Regions from separate parts of the Mus musculus genome. Here region 1 is linked to region 2. The links are chromatin contacts, called in public HiChIP or PLAC-seq maps. All regions are on one chromosome and are shown on one strand. The core of a region is the stretch at or near the end of the contact, and the rest is flanking DNA. Distances in the headings are between cores, read along the strand shown. Region 1 has its middle 18 kb from the start of Gm30561. Region 2 overlaps Nlk (nemo like kinase).

The links. HiChIP or PLAC-seq counts read pairs in DNA pulled down with a chosen protein or histone mark.
Region 1: an H3K27ac HiChIP or PLAC-seq map of acute myeloid leukemia shows a contact between it and region 2, with 4 times the contacts expected there. The contact joins two enhancer-like sites. A contact is called at or near these places in 1 of 39 promoter capture datasets (cranial neural crest), 1 of 15 datasets of contacts at CTCF or cohesin (large pre-B cells), 2 of 115 datasets of contacts at active chromatin or transcription factors (acute myeloid leukemia and bone marrow-derived macrophages) and 1 of 9 other capture datasets (embryonic stem cells).

What each region holds. Positions count from the first base shown.
Region 1 is chr11:79,286,335-79,289,034 of GRCm38.p6, reverse strand. No RefSeq gene overlaps it. Among named protein-coding and RNA genes, the nearest start is that of Gm30561, 18 kb to the left of the region's middle. Within about 2 kb of position 1,319, at least 116 of the 459 cell types and tissues checked have an H3K27ac peak or open chromatin away from gene starts, as enhancers often do. A contact at or near this core is called in acute myeloid leukemia and bone marrow-derived macrophages, where this site is marked.
Region 2 is chr11:78,598,908-78,601,616 of GRCm38.p6, reverse strand. All of the region lies in intron 3 of Nlk (nemo like kinase), which reads left to right. Among named protein-coding and RNA genes, the nearest start is that of Tmem97, 50 kb to the right of the region's middle. Within about 2 kb of position 1,371, at least 86 of the 459 cell types and tissues checked have an H3K27ac peak or open chromatin away from gene starts, as enhancers often do. A contact at or near this core is called in acute myeloid leukemia and bone marrow-derived macrophages, where this site is marked.

The sequences.
Region 1 (2,700 bases), core at 70-2,569, 690 kb before region 2:
GGCTGTCCTGGAACTCATTCTGTAGACCAGGCTGCCAGGCTGGCTTTAAACTCACAGAGATCTGCCTCCCTCTGCTTCCCAAATCCTAGGATTACAAGTATGTGCCATCAGCACCAAGCTGTTTGGCTTTTAATGTATGTGTGTGTGTGGTGTGGTGTGTGGTGTGTCTGTGATGTGCACAGAGGGTAGCACATGAGTCCCAATCCACAGGTCAGCAGCTTCATTCTAGAAACTTCCAGCCAACATGAGTGAAGCGCATGCCAGCCGTAGACAGAATGAAGATATCATTTCCAGAGCCCAGGCCCTCTTGCACATACATGCGTTCTTCTTTTTAGTGCAGAGTTCCGGTCCCTGGACTTTTAAAGCCAGAGCCCATCTGAGCCTATGTTTGGGAATCAAGACTGATGGTGTAATAAAATTAATAGCCCATCAAACTTCTTGGCTGAATTACAGTCCCATTATTACAGGAAAGACAAACAACACACTCCATTAAACTGAAGGGTGAACGAGACTATGGAGAGAAGCACAGAAATGATGGGAAAATTGTGGCCTCTTCAGACCTGGAGTCTCCTAGACCGTGTGGTGTGACAAATGAGCTCTGGGAGGGTAAGTGACCTGCCTAAGGCGCTGGGTGCCTTTTGAAAAGGTGAGGCCTTAAGAACACAGCAAGCTAGCTCCCTCTCTGGACTTAACTGGAGTCTCCTGTCACCCCCCTGGGGCCCAGAGGAGGACCCTGCAGTATAGTGATCACCTGAACACCTGAGCCTTCCTCAAGTGTGCTGCTTGCTGTGACTTCTGGGTGTCAACATTTACACCCAGTGAGAACTGCTCACACCAGTGCTCAATGACAGCAGACCTGTCTGTCCCAGTTCCTGGTTTCAAACCAAGGGCCCAAACTGTGAATTCAGCAGGCAATGTCCTCCAGGACCACCAGGAAGCCTGAAAGTGAGACTCAACCTCAGGAACAAAGGCCTCTTGGGATATCATCTGCAAAGAAACCCATGTGTGCGGGCATGCGTGCATGGGTGTGGGTGGTGGTGGGGTGGGTGGGTAGACCTTTAAATAGTTTTTGTTGTTTTTTTTTTTTTTAAAAGAAAGCTAGGTGGTTAAAGCCAAGAATACCAGTACCTTTGACCTATTGTCACTAGGAACAAAAAGCATAGATCCTAGAACCAAACACGTGGAGGAGACACCTGGCCAGGGTAGGGGGACAGGTGGGTCTAGTTTTTGTGGACTAGGAAGGCAATGTAGGAGGCCGCTCTCCACCATCTCCGCCTCTGCCTGGTGACAGTTGATAAACATTAAGTCACATGCTTAGGGAAATTGCAACACAGGAAGTGAAATTGGGAAATCGAGTCTAAATATGTCTAGGGAGGAAGAGGGAGGCATTTCTTGAGGGCTGGGTTAAGGGGGTGGGATGGGCGTATATATTCACTGGTGATAGTGCCTAAGGCCATGAGTCCCAGGCTCTAGATACTTGCTAACCTGGTCTCCGGAATTCAGAGAAAAGGGAGTCATACATCTGGATGAGTTGGAGTGCCAGGAGACCCATTCATTAATGTGGCATCCGCTTGGCCCCTCCCCCCTTTTCTCTGACCTCTGCAGGAAGCAGGGGGATGACTGAAGTCTGCCTATGCCTCTACCTCCACTTCCCAACAGTTACAATTGGCTCCAGCACTCTGTAAAGGAGCTGGCTCTTCCAGGAGGCCCCAGGCTCTCTCTGGTATGGATTTTTGTTTGTTTTGCTGGGCTGGAGATGGAATCCAGAGCCTTGAGTATGATGGTCAGACACTCTACCATTGAGCCACGCACACACCCACCCCCACCCCAATGCTGGGTTCGTGTTAGGATGCTGGCAGATCACCAGCATCCTCCTAGTCGTTGTCAGGAATGTCCGGGATATTGCCACTTTACTCCATAGGACAGTTAAGAATTCAGACGGCAGCCGGGCATGATGGCACTCGCCTTTAATCCCAGCACTTGGGAGGCAGAGGCAGGCGGATTTCTGAGTTCAAGGCCAGCCTGGTCTACAGAATGAGTTCCAGGACAGCCAGGGCTATACAGAGAAACCCTGTCTCGAAAAACAACAAAACAAAACAAAACAAAAAACAAAAAAAAAAAAAAAAAAGAATTCCGACGGCAGAAGCGAGGTGATTTTTGGGTAAAGTGAGAGTAGAGAGAGTCCTCTTTCCAACCCTTAGGGCAGTGGAAGACTAGATGTGCAGAATGTAAAGACAGGCAGGTGGAGTCTGCTGGGGGTGGGTTCAGTGTTCTAGTAGGCTTGCTCTTACTCCCCAGTTGTAGCGTCCCTCGCTGCCTCCGGAAGTGCTTTCCTATTTGCTGCCTCGTACTGGCCCACCAGGAAAGAGAAGTCCTCGGTGTTCTGCCCCCAGAAGACTGGTGGGGGCCCTCCCTGCTGGCTTCCCACAACCCCTGTTGCTGTGGACCAGCTGCCAGCCCAGCCCACTGTTTGGCATCCCTGATGTTTACCTAGCTGGAGAAATGTCAGGCCCAAGGCCTGCTGCTTTAACAAAGAAACACTAGTTTTCTGGCTGGGTGGATCCTAATCTCACTAGGAAGATAAAGGAACTAAAATAAACTGGAGAGATCTCTGCCTGAAACCGGAAGCGGGCTGCCAGACAGGCCGTTTACTGATAAGACCGTAGGATTGACCCATTTCAAGTAGACAACAATCCAGGG
Region 2 (2,709 bases), core at 122-2,621:
GTTACTTGATGGCACTCCTTACTGGTGGATGAATTATGTATGTCCAACATCTGGCACAGCTCCTGGTACTAAGACTTAATAAACTCTACCCTTCCTCCTCCTTGTAAGGATGATAATGATGGCTGCCACCTCATTCCTTTCCCCTTTGTGCCAGACACTGTGTGATTCTCAACACAGTTGCTTAAATCCTGGCAAGAACCTCATCATGCCTATTTTATAAGCACAGGAAAGTTACATAACTTGCCTAATGTTACCAAGCTGGTAAATGACAGAGTCAAGATTGTAACCCTGATCATTTGGGATCTGCATCACAGCACCTTCCCACCAGCTAAGTCTGTTCAGCTTCTCATTTTCAAAAATCAGTTTTGAAGCCTTTTTCCCTTCTGAAGTGTAATTATTTTGTTCTTAGTTTGTCATGTGGGTTTGCTTCATTTTTTAACAAACAGGGTATAGTTGAAAACAAGGACTGGGCTCTGGCACCAGAGGTCTGTTTCGAGCTAGTGTGACCTCTGACTCATTCGTTTACCCTTCTAGACCCACTGCGTCTCTATGGAATGATTTTGAAGATAGGGCTAACTTCTCTGAGCTAGTGGGAATAGATAAAACAAAGTAAACTGAGGTGCAAAGCAAACTGTGAAGACTGTAGCAACTGTTCTCCCTTTTGGCCAATTCCCTTGTTGTCCTTGCCGTGTCATTCTTGTATGTATACAGTGCCAGTCTCTCCTCAGTCCCTTGAATGTTTGCTGTGCATGCCTCCATCCTCTTTCTCTGTCATTGAGCTAGCATGCTCTCTACACCCACTTGGTACCCAGTCAGTATTTATCAATGCTAATGATGATGGTTAAACAAAGATGCTCTTGGCATCAGTCCTGCGCCTCTGAAACTGCTTGAGTAATCATGACTTCCTAAAAACAGAAAAGTACCCAATCATCTTACTGTTAATAGAAGGTCAGAATTTGATGTCAGCGTTTGTTTCTGTGGTGATTGTGTTGCCTGTTTTCTGCAGGATTGTCTTTGACAGTTGGGGCAGTCAGGATTTCTGGCATGAAGCTGATTATCGTGAGTTCTTAAATTACTTCCTAAAGTAGATGTAACATTCTAGGGATGGGTTAAGTAAATATTGATCATAGTTCACATTTGTTTTAATTGAAGGAAGAGGTCAAGGGAGGCTTACTTACTGTTGAGGCTCTAGATTAATTTTCTAATCTTCTCATAATCTTTTCTATCAGAGTAAATTATCCAGACCTGTTTTTACTTCTGACACCCCTCCTCCTTCCTCTCCCACTCTGGCCCACTTCATTTCCTTGTCCCCAGAAGCTTCTCTGACCCTGTTTTGTCTCTGCTGCTGTGTTGCTGTCCTAAGCAGCCTTTGTGGCATTCTGGCAGGAAGTGGTGTTTCGTCACTGTCACCCACAGCTCCGCTGCTGACACTTAGTGTGCATTATTCTGGTTTTTTGTTGTTGTTTTTTTGAGACAGGGTTTCTCTGTGTAGCCGTGGCTGTTCTGGAACTCACTTTGTAGACCAGGCTGGCCTTGAACTCAGAAATCCGCCTGCCTCTGCCTCCCAAGTGCTGGGATTAAAGGCGTGCGCCACCACCGCCAGGCTAGTATGCATTATTCTAAAGAATGTCCTGTCATTGGGGTTGAGTTTATAGCTCCATTACAGGTGATCTGTTTACATGAATTTTTAAAAAGATTTATTTATTTATTATATGTAAGTACACTGTAGCTGTCTTCAGACACCCCAGAAGAGGGCGTCAGATCTCATTATGGATGGTTGTGAGCTACCATGTGGTTTCTGGGATTTGAACTCAGGACCTTAGGAAGAGCAATCAGTGCTCTTAACCACTGAGCTTACCTGATTTTTAAAGATCATTTGTACGTAATCGTGTGCATCCTTTTGTGTCTGGAGGAGCATATGCACATGGGTACTGTTGCTTTGAGGTCAGAAGACTTGAGTGGCAGATGCCCTGCAGCTGGAGATGGAGGGGTTTTCTAAAAATGATATGTAAATGTCTCTTGCAGAGAAATAGGAGCATGTAGCACTAATACCCTATATGTGACATTTCATTTGATAGAAAGTAAAGACTGATATTTGCTTACTCCTTTTTCTCTTTCCTCCTTTCTGTTTGTTGAATCCTGGAGATTGAGCCATGGCCTTGTATGTGCTCTTCTACAGAGCTGTTCCCCCAGCTCTCTTTATTTTGAGACAGTCTCACTGAGTTATACAGTCTGGGCTTGAGCTTACTCTGCAGCACAGGAAGGCCTCAAAATTGGGGTCCTGCTGCCTCAGCCCCCTGAGTAGCTCATGACATCACTGACAAACACCTCAAGCCCAAGAAGTTAGCTGTGGTAACCATCCTTCTCTGACTCCTGCCACTGCTGGGGACAGAACCCCAGGGCCTTAACACTGTCTAAGCAAGCACTGTGTTTCTAGAGGAAATCCCCAGCCCGCCTTTATTTATTTTATCATCTAATGACTTCCAAACTTACAGGAACTTTGACTTCTCATCAAAGGCTTGGCTTAGAGTTCAAATAATCTAATTTTTTTTTTCTGTTTTCCTGCTAAGGGCCAATAACACCCCCCCCCTATTTTACTGCAGCCCAAAAATTACCCTGGAATCCATTGTCTTTTTTAAAATATTTATTTATTATATGTGAGTACACTGTGGCTGTCTGTGCACTGTAACTGTCTTCAGACATACCAGA